3 separate regions of the Rattus norvegicus genome follow, and regions 1 and 2 are each linked to region 3. Evidence: chromatin contacts called from public Hi-C data. All regions are on one chromosome and are shown on one strand. The core of a region is the stretch at or near the end of the contact, and the rest is flanking DNA. Distances in the headings are between cores, read along the strand shown. Region 1 has its middle 22 kb from the start of Vps8. Region 2 has its middle 90 kb from the start of Vps8. Region 3 holds the start of Ephb3 (Eph receptor B3).

Region 1 (4,635 bases), core at 537-3,036, 200 kb before region 3:
AGGTTCCTAGATCCCTTTGGAATAAGAGTCAAAGTCCTTTGAAACTGAGTTGCAAACTCCGAGACCCAGAACTTGGTGGGTTACATAAATGAGTGCCACAGGCCAGTGCTGGTGAAGGAAAGGAGCCCCAGCTAGCATGTCTGTCTGTCCATCCATCCGTCCGTCTGTCCATCCATCTGTCTATGTGTCTGTCTGTCTCTCCAGCTCTATGAGGAAAGGAGTGATTTATCTGTTAGTGGCTGTGAAAGGAAGATTTGAACGTGAGGCTCACCCTTTTCTTTCCACTCTCCTAGAGCCAGTCTGCCTGCCTCCCGGTCCTGAACAAGCCAGTTCCCACCACCCCACAGCTAGGACAGGGAGTCCCACAGCTTAGCTGCCATCTGGTTCCTTGATGGAGGAAGAATTCCCTGAGACAATGCAATGGAATTTGGGGAGCGTGGGTGCTCAAGTCAGATTGGTGAAAGATTTGAGGCCCAGTTGTGACTTCCATAACTTGAGGTTGCTGCAATGCTCAGTCTGTCCCAGGGCCATCAGCACATCTATAAGTAGCTGCTTAAATTACAAGTGGGGACCGAATACTCAGCCTTCTTTTCTCCCATGCTTTTCCTTTCTCAGTAAATGGCACCTCCATTCGTCTATGACTCAAGTCAGAAACCACAGAGTCATCCTTTCCCCTGTCTACACATCCAAGCCATTCATCGCTTCTGCTGACTTTGAGCATGCTATCCCAAACCTGAGCACAGTTCACCTACACTGCCAGCTCCCTCGCCTGAGCTGCTGCTGCTGCTGCTGCTGGGCTGGGCTAGCTTGGTCGTCACTCGCCTCATCCTCTGCTTCTGCTTCTGCTCTTCCCTCCCAGACTACATTTTCAATCCAGTAGGAAGGAGCTCATGAAAAATTAAATGTAATCATGTCACTCCCGATCAAAATTCTCCAAAGGCCTCTTGTCTCACTTAGAGTGTAAGCCCGTCTTTGCGATGGTCCACGAGGCACAGTCTGTGCCCCGTCCTGTGCCAGCTACTCTGCCCTCCTCATTGTCCTTCATATGCACCGGGCATACTCTTGTCTTAACCCTTGGCATCTGCCTGGAAATCTGCCCTCAAGTTGCCATAAAGCTTGCTTACTTAACCCTTCCAAGTCTTTATTCAAATGTCGTACTCGGGCTACCCTGTTTTGATTGCTTCGCTCCTCCCCTATGTCACCTGCCTCCCTTATCTTAATTTTCTCAGTTGGATAAAAGGCCTCCAGAAGCTGCACGAGAGGGAAACTTGACCAAGCAAGAGGAGCCCCAAGTCTACTTGCAAAAACACACACTGGACAAAGGCTGTCTTGGCCCTCAGAGGTTTCCTATTTATGCCTCGAATGGGAATGCCAGGATAGGAGATGTTTTCTTTCTTTTGTCCGATTGTCATGTTTTTAGCCTGGCATCAGGAGTAGCACCTCAGGGACAGGAATGCTTCTTTTGGTCACTGCTGTAGTCCTAGACCACATAGAGGCTGCAAGCACACAACATGTGCTCCACAAATCCGCGGACGGAGAAAATCCCTGAGATGTTCGGTTGTGTCCAGTTGAAGGTTGGCACTAAATAAGAGTTACCTGTGTCTTTATTGAATTTTCATCTCCTCGGATCACATAAATTTCCCACCTCCGGGTGGAGTGGAGATTCCGAACATCCATTATCACCCTTCTGCCACCCTCTTTGATTGCTCTCTGCCGAGCCGACCAGAGTCTGGGGTTACTGCCATCCGATACGGACCTCATGTCTTCTGCATTAATCACACTCTACCTTGCCAACTCCAGTTCCACCAGCTAATGTTTCCTGCCATTGTGCTCCCAGTGACGGACTGTCTGCTGAGCAGGAGAGAGGAGATGGAACTGTGGCCAACAGCCTGTCTGGATCTGCACATCCAATTGCCTGCTGCTCTCTGTGGACTGGGAACCTCTCAGGTATCCTTCAGTCCAAAAATGTACTTCCGGGTTCCTTGACTTCACTGCGGAACAAGCTTACCCATGCTAGCCCGTTGTTCCCATCCGTCTTCAACCACTCCCTCCTGTCTGCACTTTAACACTAAGCCTTCTAAGTCGTATGCATTACCTCACCGGTGTACTGTAGAGTAGCTTCTCACCCCTCTCTTACCCGATCACTCCGTCCCCTGAAACTTCCGATCACTACTGTGGTCAGAGTAACCTGAAAGGGACTTGGAGACTTTCTGTTAAAATCTTTAAGTGAGGGGTTGGGGATTTAGCTCAGTGGTAGAGCGCTTGCCTAGCAAGCACAAGGCCCTGGGTTCGGTCCTCAGCTCCGGTTTAAAAAAAAAAATCTTTAAGTGATGTCCATGTAAAGAGCATGAAGCTACTGTAAGACCCGTGGAGTCTGGGCCCCTGCCTGCCCACGTCTCCAAGCTCAGTTTCCTTGATGTCTGGCTGTCATTCTGTTCCTGTGAAACCCGGAGGTACTGAGGTGTTGTTGTTCCCGGGCCTTGCCTGGGGTCTCACATTCTGTGCTTTTCCTTCTGCCTCCTTTCAGGGGATGTTTCTTTATCCTTTACCATTCTACAAGGACAGTCAGAGTGCAGTGGCATCCAGTTTTCCTAGCTACCTGAGTCAGAGTTCCATTTGTAAGCCTTCTGGGCCTCAATTTGCTCCTCTGTAAAATGGGAATAATAGAACCTGAGGCCAGACAAAAAGACACAGAAATCATGAGGCCCAGAGAAAGGAGGGGAGCTCACATCCCAGTGTCTCTCTAGCTGAGCAGCGAGAACTCCTGCATAGTTGCAACATTTTCAGTGAAGGCTGCCTCTGTAGCATTCCTTTCAAGTATAGATACTTTGTATCAAAATAGCAATGCCCCGGGGTTAAGGCACAAGGATGTCTATGATCTTTTGTAGGAATCATTTCATTTCCTCAGACAAAACCCGCTTAAACATATTCTACCTCCTCGGCCCCTTTGGGCTCGATTTTACCCTATTTATTTGAGCCTGTGAGGTGCCCCTTAAGCGCCCCATAGACTAGTCATTTTAACAACCACCAAAATCCTACATATGACTGCTATAAAAACAACGAGCCGGGCCTCTCTCTGGAGGGGCCATGGCCATGCTTGGACCACTCTTGGGTGTGGTTTACTTCCGAGTGCCCTATTTCCTCCCACTACTTGTGCTTAAGCCTGTATTGAAGCATCTTTAATAAACAATCTCTTGCTTCATAAACTACTACTCCTGAGCTTCTGTTCAACACTGAAGCCACGATACTGGTTTGGTCTGAATCTTGGGATGCTTCTTAGGCTGCTGGGGTGACAGTGGAGAGCAATGCTTCCTTTGCCTGTACCCCCAAACACTCACGAATGTGTTTCTGCTAGGGGGAGGAGTGATGGAGAAGCCTGAGTCTGCAGCTGAGCAAACCCTGAGCATGTGCGGGCTCCATTGTCACCCAAGCCCCCTCACACAGGGCCTTGTCCCTCATTGAGCCACTCCCATAGCTGTTCAGACACCAATGACTGCGCTTAAAACAAGATGCCGGGTGTCCTTCTCTGCCTCACCCACGGTAACTGGACCAGAAGGCCAGCCTTTAAATGCCAGCTTGTAAATACCGACTCCAATTAACCAAGTGAATATCTGGGGCTGGTGAGATGGCTAAGTAGGTGAAGGCACCGGCTGCCAAGCCAGCCAGCCAGCCAGCCTACCCTCCATCCCAGACACACATGGTGGAAGGAGAGAACTGACTCCTGCAAGTTGCCTTCCGACCTTCACACATGCAACCAAGGAGCAAAAACAACCACACACACAAGCAATTAAACCTAATTTCTGAAAAAGCTTTCAGCAGGGGCTGGCCTGCATCATTGTTTCAAGGTGGCCCAGAAGCTGCCCTGCCCCCGCGCCCACAGCTGGGACTCTTCCTCACCTCCAGAGTTCTAGGCTTGCAAAGGACTGCTTTGCCAAGGATCGCCCAGGCAAGGGGCCTGCCTTCCATGCAGACGGTGGACAGGCAACATTCCAGAGCCTCCTCATCTCCTGCTAAGTCAGCCTAAGAAGGAAGGGCTGAGGAAACTGCCCAAGGAGCCAGGAGTAGGAGTGTGGTGGGTCCATGTGTGGCAACACAGACAGCTAAGCCTTCTCACACTCTCAGCAGCTTTGGCTCAGCCTGGCGCTCAGTGTCTCCCTAGCTCTGCCTGCCAATCTCTGGAAGACACAGGCAATACCTCAGTCATCTGCCCTACCATTACACATCAGGCACTTCTTGTGCCTATGGACAAAATCCATATGCCTTTTCCCCCAGCCACTGAGGAATGTGCTTGTCCCCTCCCCATATGACATAGTATGGATGAACCATGCCTCCTCTTTTAAAGATCTGGTATTTCCAGGCCGGTGTGGTGGCCCATGCCTTTAATCCCGCACTTGGGAGGCAGAGGCAGGCTGATCTCTGTTGAGTTCCAGGCCAGCCTGGTCTACAAAGCAAGTCCATAATAGCCAGTGCTCTGTTACACAAAGAAACCCTGTCTTGAAAAACCCAAAACCAACCAACCATGGTCATTTTTTAATGTCCATAAGAGACTTGCTTCTAAACGACTTTTTACAGTGTAAATTTCCTGCTGGTCTGTTTCAAACAACAACAAAAACAGAACAAAACAAAACAAAAAAC
Region 2 (4,870 bases), core at 1,950-4,449, 130 kb before region 3:
AGCAAAGATAACGCAGTGACACTGTAACAACGTGAGAGCTACAGCAAAGACAGGGCAGTGACACTGTACATTAATTTGGAGAGTGGAGGGGAAACGTTGGGAAGCTTTGAATTAAGCAGGTTTAAACTAGCTGTTATTCTAATTAAAATAATAGTCCAGCTAAAGTAAGTATTGCTTTTTAAAGCCGCCTAAATTATTGCTAATTTGTCTCCTAAAGTGCTTTCCATTCGTGCTGCCTCCTGTGTACTTCTTTTCACAGGCATCTCTCCTGGATCTTTCCCTAACCAATCTTGCTGTAACAGGTGGATTATTTTATCTTCATTACTGCCCTCCCACCCCCTTCCCCCTTTAGACAGGGTCTCTCTGTGTAGCCCTGGCTGTCCTAGAACTCACTTTGTAGACTAGGCTCGCCTCTAACTCACAGAGATCTGCCTGCCTCTGCCTCTTGAATACTGGATTCAAAGGTGTGCACCACCCTGCCGGGCTTCATCAATTGTCCTTATACAAAGGGCACTAGCAGGGCAAACCAGGCGGTAATCGTGAAGGCTGAAAAAGCTTCAGAGATCTGGGTTTGCATTTCCAGTCTAACACATGACAGATGAGTGGTTTGGGGCAGGTAATTTAACCTCTCTGTGACTGTTTTCCCCTTTGTAAAATGAGGATAATAATACTTTTGCTAATAGGGATTTGGGAGGACTAAATTATATTGTACATAAAACGTTTGGCACAGTGCTAACTAACAATCGCCTCAAGCTAGGCTATAATAAACATCCTCCTGCCTCATTTACACACTCCAGTCTTTATAAGTCATATGATATTAATGACCATATATCTTTCAAAGATATTCTTTGAAGCAGGGTCACGCTAAGTAGCCCAGGCTAGATTTGAATTCTTAATCCTCCTGCCTCGTATGCTGGGATTACAGGCATAAGCCACCATGGATGGATTTCTGAAAAATTTTTAGAAGAAACACGTCATATTTAAGCCTAGGAAAGATTGGCTGTCTACTTTAAATAAGTAACTGTTATTTCCTAAGGTGGAAGGGGGAGCCTTCCATCAACTGTTCGTTAGATGTGGACTGTGAGCTCTGAGAGACTTCAGAAGTAAATTCACCCCTCCTTTATGATGTTCTCTTAGGGAAAGAAGAGGGAAAAACCGAAAAATAACCCTAATACAAAGCAAAGTATACATCAGTGCGTCTATCAATTCAGTAAAGAGTGTGGTCTCTAAAATCTCAGCTGTGCAATGTTTAGCAAGTTATTTAACGCCTCTGTGTTACCTCACCTTTAAAATGGGGACATTCATTCAGCGGGGAGCTGTATCAGTGATTAATAGTTAAAGTGCTGGATACTCAGTGTGTGCCAAGCACAAGGTTAAATGTACATGTGCATTAATTAAGCTCCACAATGATGCTCCTGCTATTATATCCAATTTTTTTTTATCAATACTGTAACTAAAGGGCAAAAAGTTTTAGTTAACTTGTCCAACATTATGTAGTTGGAAAATAGCAAACGCCACAGGAAGAATTCAACCATTTGTAAAATGTACGTGAGAATCAGATGTAGGAGAAAATGCTTTTACAACAAAGCCTAGCAAAGGGATGGTAAATAAACAGAATTGCTGTGGTCATTCAGAAATAACAGTAAATATCGAGCTCTTGGATGTTAAGTAAACAGAATTGCTGTGGTGATTCAGAAATAACAGTATATACATTCTATGCATGACCTCCAAGGAAGACTTTTTGAAAGGTCACCTTTAAGTTAATCCCTGTTGGGGGATATCGGTAGGAGAGGAATTTCAGAGTGGGGAGGAGGAGGGATATGAAGTGCGAGGCAGAAGGGGTTAAAAGGGGGTATGAGAGTAATTTTGATTGGGGGGATAATATTTTCTTCCCTCCAGCCAGTCACTACCGGCTCGTGCATGCGTGGTATGTGCTCCCTCAGTGCATCTCTTATCACGGCACAATGTGCTGTCCTCACCTTGCAATTAACCACTGAATAGCATTTCAGACTGACTGCAAGAACCTGTTCCGTACTGTAATAAGCATCCTCTCCACATGCCCCCGAGGCCGCAGACAAAGACTGCAGTCTTTCCTCATGTGTCCAGATAAGTTTTATTTTTCCTAGTATCCTGTAGGAGCCCTTCTCTAATTCACCATCCCAGCCTTGTCTCTGGTCAGGCGGCACTTAAGCCTCTACGTCTGACACAAGCACTTACTGAAACAATGTGCCCGAACTCGGTTCTGTGCTATTTCTTGCACAGAGGAGCTTTCCCACCCGGAATGGCTGCTTGCAGCGTTTACCCCAGGCACACGCACACACTCCCCACGGCGCCTGCACCTGCAGGAGCCGTTGCACGCCGCCAGCCTGGGAGGAAGCGGAAGGGCTGCGAGCCGCACCCCCACCGCCATCTTGGCCGAGCAAACCGGAAGTGGCGAACCCTGACTGCGGCTGCGCGGCCGTGGGCGGTTGTGGGCCTCGCCCGGACCTCTTGATGCTCCTGTCGCCGTCTTCCCTGGCCTGTTCGCGCAGTCTCTGGGGTGGCATGTGGGGCACCGTCTGCCCGAAGGCATGGGACCGAATCCTGAGAGTGAGACAGCCCTGTCGCCTCCTGCCGAGGGCGAGCCGGAAGGTGAGCCCAGGTCCTGGCCGCCTCCCAATGCCATCTGATAGAACTGCCGCCGGCTCAGTGCAGTTTCTGCTGGTGAAGGACGGGAAGAAGGGCCTCACCGCAGGGTCTGAGATGGTGAACCGTGTTATCGGAGACTTAAAGGGTTTGCACCGGAAGATCACCTCAAGGGCCGCAGTACATCGCGGTACGTTTTGCTTTCCAGCTGAAATTTCACAGCTGCAACTTAAGCACCACACACCCTAACCAACAGGTTAAAACTCTTGAGGGATCGCAGGAGGATCTAGGAAGAGAGATGGTCCCAGATCAGGTCTCTTGTGGGGTGCTTCCATCGAAGAACCTACTTTGGGTACCCAAAAAGGCTTATTATGGAAGGTTCTGTTCATCAGCGATGCCTTAGTTGCAGACAGGTGCCTCGCACCAAACCATCGGAATATGAATTCTCTTGTACTTCCCAAAGCAACCTGGAAAATCACCAAGATGGCAGAAGTGGGGTTCTTGTCTAGGCTTCAGAAGAATGAACCGCTGAATTGTCCGGAGCCATAAGAGCCAGAGCCGAGGCAACATAGCGCCCACGCTCTGGCCACCCTCCACTTCTGGTGAGGGGGAGGGGGGGAGTTGCCATTGAGGGCCTCGTGGGCTCGGTAGCTAATGTCTTTGAGTTTTAAGTAATGCCATTTCTGAGAAAATTGTGAAACTTCAGTTTTTAGATCATATCTATTGTTAGGTTTTGTTACTTCTAATACATTAATTAAACTGCTATTTGTAAGTGAGATAGTTCTTTTTCCTATAGAATTTTGTTGCAGTTTTGCTGATTTTGTAAAACGGGCCGTAAAACTTTGTATTTTAATCTGTGGTTCTGAATGCATTGTGCAGCATTGTATCCTTGATAGGCACGAAGGGACTCAGCAGGTTGATCAGGTGTGTGTGCGTGTGTGTGCATGTGTGCGTGTGCATGTGTGCATGTATGTGTGCTCGGTGTGTGTGCGTGTTCATGTGTGTGTGTAAAGCGTATTTGATGCCAAGCCTCTGACATTTTTTGTGTTTTATTAAAAAAATAAAAATAAAAGTCCAGTTGGGGATTTAGCTCAGTGGTAGAGTGCTTGCCTAGGAAGCACACGGCCCTGGGTTCGGTCCCCAGCTCCGAAAAAAAGAACCAAAAAAATAAATAAATAAAAAATAAAAGCCCAGTATGTACCTCTGTTTGCCTATATTATAGTGCTCTAGAAAAAGTTAAAATGCAATGAATGAGAAGCATACTCCCGTACACTTAATAAACGTGTCAAGCATCTTACATTTTGTGTTGCACAGTTAAAGACATTTGGGAGTAGAATACATCCTCTTCATCCTATTACTATTCATGGGAATAGTAAATAAACCGGAAATTACAGTACAGAGAATGAAATGTCACAAAAGGGATATATGATCTAGCTGAGGTGGTTGAATGAGGCTTGCTTAAGGTTACCTTTAATCCCCTCAGCTTTGGGGGAACCGAGGGGAAGGAATAAAGAGACGGAGGAGTTGGGAGTGGTACTAAAAACGTAAGAACGCTGGTCATTTTCAGTCACATAATCCTCATTGGGAACTCTTAGTCTACAGGAGTATGTTCGAGTGCACAATGATTGTGACCATGATCAGTTTGGCCCTCCCTCCCTTCCTTCTCTTGACCCCTATAAGAGTCCCTCTTCTATCAACGCCTTCAGAAGCCAAATAGTGCCTGAGATAGGAAGTGGAAACACATCTTCCCACCAGGGAGCTCCACTTCAAGATCCGTCCCTTGAACCAGGAAATCCAGTGTGTGTGTTCTGTGGTTCAGTCTACTGCTTTCCTACTTAGTGGAGACTTGTAGATACCCTCATATTCTCAGTGCCCATGGAGATTAGCTCATGGCTTCTGTAGTATAGACCACTAACTTTCACTCTGGGAATAAATAGTCTAGAAATTGCTAACAGGGGCCCTGAAAGGAGTGGAACTCACTAGAGATGGGCATTAGGGAGCCGCGTCCTTAGAGCGGCCATAATAGGAAGGCTGTTTTCGATTTATCAACGACTTTTTCTGCAACCTTTATATTCAGATTGTATCTCTTGGGTATGGTAAGGTTGTCAAGGAACATATTTTAGGACAGCAGTTCAGGGATTCAATGATTCAGGTCCAAGAAATCAGAACAAAGATGATTAAAAATGGCCCCTGGGTAGATTGTAATTCATGTGGAGATGACCTTATGGGTATCGAGTTAATTAAA
Region 3 (4,833 bases), core at 1,101-3,600:
CATTCCTTCCTTTCAGTCCCTCCAGCAGGGTAAGGACACTTCTTGCTCCCCAAAGAGCAGACCCTAGGTTGACAAAGAGTAACAATTAATCCTTAAACGGCAACACTGTGCTAAGTCCTTTACACATAGTAACAATTCAATCTCTGTTGGTACCATTTCCATGTTAGAGCAGAGGAATAGAAAGCACGGAGGTCAATGATAAAATCCACATTTGCAGGCCCTGCTACTTCCCAGAGACACCCTCACTGGCGCTAGTTCTGACTCCCATTCATAGCTGATCACAAGGGCCTTTCAGTCACCATCAGCTCCTTGGGCCAGACACTATTAGCTAGGGCCCGCCTCAAAGGATCTGAGGATTGTGGGGGATGAAAAGGAGGAAGGGAAGATCCTTCTCAGGTACACTTAGCTCATGTCCCCCAAACCACACACCTCTACCACTCCCTTCTCTGCTCTATTACCTACCACATCCCACAAAAGGGGCCATAGGACCCGATACACACAGGTGACACACAGTTAAGTGTATGTCCCAGAGTGCATGTGCCCACGTTGCCTCTCCTGAGCTAAGATAGTCACAGACCTGGGAACTCAATAGGCTCCCTGGCTCGCACCCTTCAGGCAACCAACAACAAAGCCCTACGCTGCTTTCTCACGCCTGAGATCCTATCACACACATGTGGGTGAGTGGGTGAGTGTCTCTAAGTGTGGGTGCAACCTCTGTGTGTCTGTCTAAATTTGCATGTGTCCACCCATGTGAATAAATCTGTCAGCACAGTGGGCACCAAAATTCCAAAGACCAGAAACCTCTCTGAACTGTTTTAGAGATTTTTTTTTCTTCCTTTACGTTTACACTGTGAATGTATGGAAGGAACCCGACTGCATAGGGTCCATGTTTTGTTCCTCAGCTAAAAAAGTGTCTGGATCTGACCAATCCACCACACATTAAGTACTGCCTGTATTCCGATTTTCCTTCAAATTCTTTGCTGCCCTCCCTCCACATTAAGGAAGGTTTTCACCCCTGACTTAATGGGTTTACAATTTTTCTAATGCGGGGGGGGGGGGCTGTATGTGCCTCTAGACTGTGTTAGTGACCTGTGCTGGTGTTCCCTGTGAGTTCATGTCAAGTGGCGTAAGTGTGGGCTCTCTTGTCTGGGCCAGCCACACTCCCGGCTGTTTGTTTGTCCAAGTTCAATTTCTCCTCAGTAGCAGTCTTAGTAGGTTTCACAGAGCCCACAGACAAGGCTGACCTCTTCCCGCCGCTGATGACTAGTAGCCACTCGGCTCAGGTGCTACCCGGGCAAATCCCTGTTTTGTGAGGTTCAACGGAAACCTAAGCCCTCCGAAGGTCCTGCTGGAGGTGGGGGTGGGGTGGGTCCGAGGAGGTTTACAACAGACACACACACCTCTTGTGTTGCTGGCACTTGAGAAACCATAAACAATGACAGGCCCCCTGCCTCTCCACCCCCGCAGCCATCCCCTGACAAAGCGGGGTGCACACAATCACGCTTACTGTTAACTACAACGGGTTCTCAACCAGTGCAGCCCCCCAACCCGAAGAGTTCTGCTTCACCCGCCCAAGCGCCCAGTCCCGCAGCCCCCGCCTTGATGCTGGGTCGCCCACATTTCCTCGCCTTCCAGAGGTGCGAAACCCCGAGGGGTCTCGCTTCTCTGCTTTGACTGTAGGCTATTCCTACCAAAAACCCACGGCCGAACTGCAGCTTTCGGGAGTCGGTGCCGAGTCCAGATGCCAGCAGTTCCCCTAAAGAGGGCTGCGGAGCCGGCTCGAGCCTAGAGCCTTCTTGGACGTGTGCTCAGCCCGCGGCCCCATACTGCGGGACTCCCCGGTAGCGCGCGGGACCCCGACGCCGCTCACCTTCCAGCGCCCGGCAGCCGGCGGGCAGCAGCAGCGGCAGCAGCAGCGGAGCGAGCAGCGGCAGAAGCCCCGGCGGCGGGCGGGCTCCGGCCATAGCCCGGAGCGCTCGGGGGGCGCCGAGCCGGGCCGCGCCGGCGGGGCTGGGGGCGCCTGAGGAAGAAGGCTCGCGCACAGTCCAAGAGATCCCGGCAGGGAGGGGGCGCAAAGCAGACGGGCGGCTCTGTATCTGAGGTGTCGCCCAACCCGGTACTCAGGGTAGATGCCGGCAGGTCGTTCCCGCGGGAATCTGGACGGACCGGTCCAGGAGGATCCGGGGCGCTGGGTGGCTTGATGCCCGATGACTCGGGAGGCAGAGGGCGCAGATGGTCGCGGTTCTCGGGGCACAGTCCACTGAGGCCGAGCTCGGATCCCGGGCTCCCGGTGAGCGCGCCGTCCGGGGTAGGAGCCGGTATCAGACTGCTCCGCTCACGTACTCACTTCTGCTGGTCCTCGCCGTGGAGCGGCGGCTCTGGGCGAGAGGGGTGGGGCTACCTGCCTGCCTGTCAACATTCAGGCCACACCTCCAGAGACCCGCCGCCCACTCACAGACCGCCCAGCCAGCTGGTTCTGCTGCGAGAGCACTCTGCTGGAGTTCAGTTGGCCGCTCTTCCACCGAGCCCACCCTCGGCGTCTTGGGGCTTGGAGCAGGAGGAGCCACTGAAAAGATGAATTAGATTGGGCGGAGCCACATTGTCCATCAGTCGGGTAATCCCGCCCCTTTCTCCTATTGGCGATTAGTAACCAGCTCGAGTCCTAGCCGGTGATAACCAGATAGAACGAGCTGGGGGCGCCCCCCCGTGGTTAGCAGACCCATGGGATTCTGTCAAGATGCTTTTTTTTCTCTCCCAAGTACATTCAGAACCAGCATAGGCCTCAGGGAGTAGGAAAAGGGATGTAGAGGGTGGGGATTACCCACTCTGACAGAGTCCACTTCAAGGGACTCTCAAGGGTTTATTTATTCTTCTATTTGGTTGTGATCATTTGTTAGAAAATATTTTTGGGCACCCACAATGGCTAGAGCAGAGAAGCTTGCATTATCCTGGAGCCATGTGTGGAGGTGGGTTTAAAACTCACATCGGGGCTAACAAGCATTCCCGCCGGGAAAGAACCTAGTTTTTCGAAGCACAATGTTAGGTCTAAGGAAACAGCATCTAAGTGACAATATAAAAGATGGATGAATAATAGTGTATTGGGGATGGGAGGCAGTGCTCCGGGCAGAGAACTTTTGTGTTAAGACCTAGAATTGAAGAATCTGAAAGTTCGGAATAGCTTGAGTGCAGAGTCAGAGCTGAGAGAAAAGAACGGGCCGAGAAGTAGATGAGGAGGGGTCCGGAGGATCCGGTTTTGGACTCACAATGTAGCCTTCCTCTTGAAACCGGACGCTGCCTTATCAGATTGGCATGTCTGTCCTGGGGAGGATGACAGGCCAAGACAGTGGTAGAATCTTGTGGGCTAGTGAAGGGGCCATGTAGTGGAGGGGAGGGTGGTAGCTTAGACCAGGGCGATGGCTATAAGGAGGAGCCAACAAGGACAAGTGTATTTGTGACTAGGTGACTGAGAGAGGTGCAGTGGTCGGAAACATCAAAGAGAGCCTCCAGGTGAGACGGACTTCTGCCGGTTTGCTTCTTGAACATTTACAAGGTGCAATAAACACCCTGAAACAATACCTCACGCTTATTCAAGGTAGGTGTTGTTATAGCCGCATTTTACTGAAGAGAGAAAGCAAAAGAGAATACATAGACAAACTGGTGTCCACAAAGGCTTGGCAGCTGGCCCCAAGTTATAGGAGCCGAACCCAGGACTGTGTAGTTACAGACACTCACTTTGCTTCGTCAAAGAACTGAGGAGCACCTTGGTGGCCATTCAGAACCTTGAGCCATTCTTTCCCACCTCCAGTGTTAGGCTTCAGAGTATTTGCAACGTGGAGCTCAGGATTCTGTATTCTAACAAGTAGGTGGTCCTGATGTGTACTGAGTCCTAAAGACATGACCACCATGCATCCTCTCACTGGCATAAGTGGGTGACCATCACTCCATGGTCCCTCAGAGCCAAAGAATGAGAGTCAGGTTCAAGATGGTCTCAGAAGCATAATGGACAGACAGACTTGCTCCTCTGACCATGAAGCACCCTAAGACTCCAGCGGGTTGGGGTGAGGTCATGAGTCCAGAGCCTAAGGTTATTGCTTTGAAAGAGCTTTGTCTCCTTGGGCAGGGATGAGGTGGGTGTGGATGCGTGGAACTGGAGTGGGGGTTTCCTTACTCAGAGGCTCTGACCTTTTAAGTTCTAAAAGCTTACAGAGAGCTCTAGTCCACACAAGGCCTCTTATCCAATTCTCAGTTGTGGGGCTGGAGATCCCAAGGTGGAGAGAGGGGACTGCTTGTCCTATAGCCCTCTCGGCCTGGGCCCTGGAGAGCTCGTTGGTGTTGGTCATTGTGATTTTCAGCAGGTGGCCTGGTGTCGGGGTAACACATCCCAATTAAAGCCTTGCTTATTGTAAGGCAGATCTGTGAGGCTGGCACTCCTGTTTACTCAACATCTGTGCCAGGCTCAGCCTCACCCTAGACAAACAGCCCACCAGGCAGCAGGCACCAAGCTCCTTTTGTTCTTGGGTGTGATAGCAGGTAATGGGGGCCTGTCCTCTCCGGATGTTGGCACCATGGTTCCCACGGGAATGCTTCCTGACCTAGATGTTGACAGACTGAGGAGCACCGAAGTTCTGGTGGTGACAGCCTGTGGAAAGAGGTGATGAGCTGGCGACAAAGGGTTGAAGATGGGGGCAGATGGACACACTGGAACCGGAAATCAAATATGCAGAGGGTCCCGGTTTTCTCACGTTTCCTAGTTGAGATGCTGAGCCACCCAGGGAATAGGCTCTGGCCTTGGGGAAGAGCTCAGCTATGCTAAAACCATTTCTCTGACCACAT

What was found. A called contact is a pair of places that touch in the nucleus more often than the background predicts.
Region 1: a Hi-C map of the A7r5 cell line shows a contact between it and region 3, with 6 times the contacts expected there. The contact joins the enhancer-like site here to the promoter of Ephb3 in region 3. A contact is called at or near these places in 12 of 12 Hi-C or Micro-C datasets (the A7r5 cell line, the Rat2 cell line, Schwann cells and 7 more) and 1 of 1 datasets of contacts at active chromatin or transcription factors (oligodendrocytes).
Region 2: a contact with region 3 is called in a Hi-C map of Schwann cells, with 6 times the contacts expected there. The contact joins the enhancer-like site here to the promoter of Ephb3 in region 3. A contact is called at or near these places in 10 of 12 Hi-C or Micro-C datasets (the A7r5 cell line, the Rat2 cell line, Schwann cells and 6 more) and 1 of 1 datasets of contacts at active chromatin or transcription factors (oligodendrocytes).

What each region holds. Positions count from the first base shown.
Region 1 is chr11:93,158,460-93,163,094 of GRCr8, forward strand. No RefSeq gene overlaps it. Among named protein-coding and RNA genes, the nearest start is that of Vps8, 22 kb to the left of the region's middle. Within about 2 kb of position 1,787, at least 2 of the 93 cell types and tissues checked have an H3K27ac peak or open chromatin away from gene starts, as enhancers often do. A contact at or near this core is called in the A7r5 cell line, where this site is marked.
Region 2 is chr11:93,226,597-93,231,466 of GRCr8, forward strand. No RefSeq gene overlaps it. Among named protein-coding and RNA genes, the nearest start is that of Vps8, 90 kb to the left of the region's middle. Within about 2 kb of position 3,200, at least 88 of the 93 cell types and tissues checked have an H3K27ac peak or open chromatin away from gene starts, as enhancers often do. A contact at or near this core is called in the A7r5 cell line, Schwann cells, hepatocytes and 3 more, where this site is marked.
Region 3 is chr11:93,361,425-93,366,257 of GRCr8, forward strand. It overlaps Ephb3 (Eph receptor B3), which reads right to left and starts at 2,351. Exons shown (of 16, transcript NM_001414988.1): 1 at 1,871-2,351. The coding sequence starts at 1,964.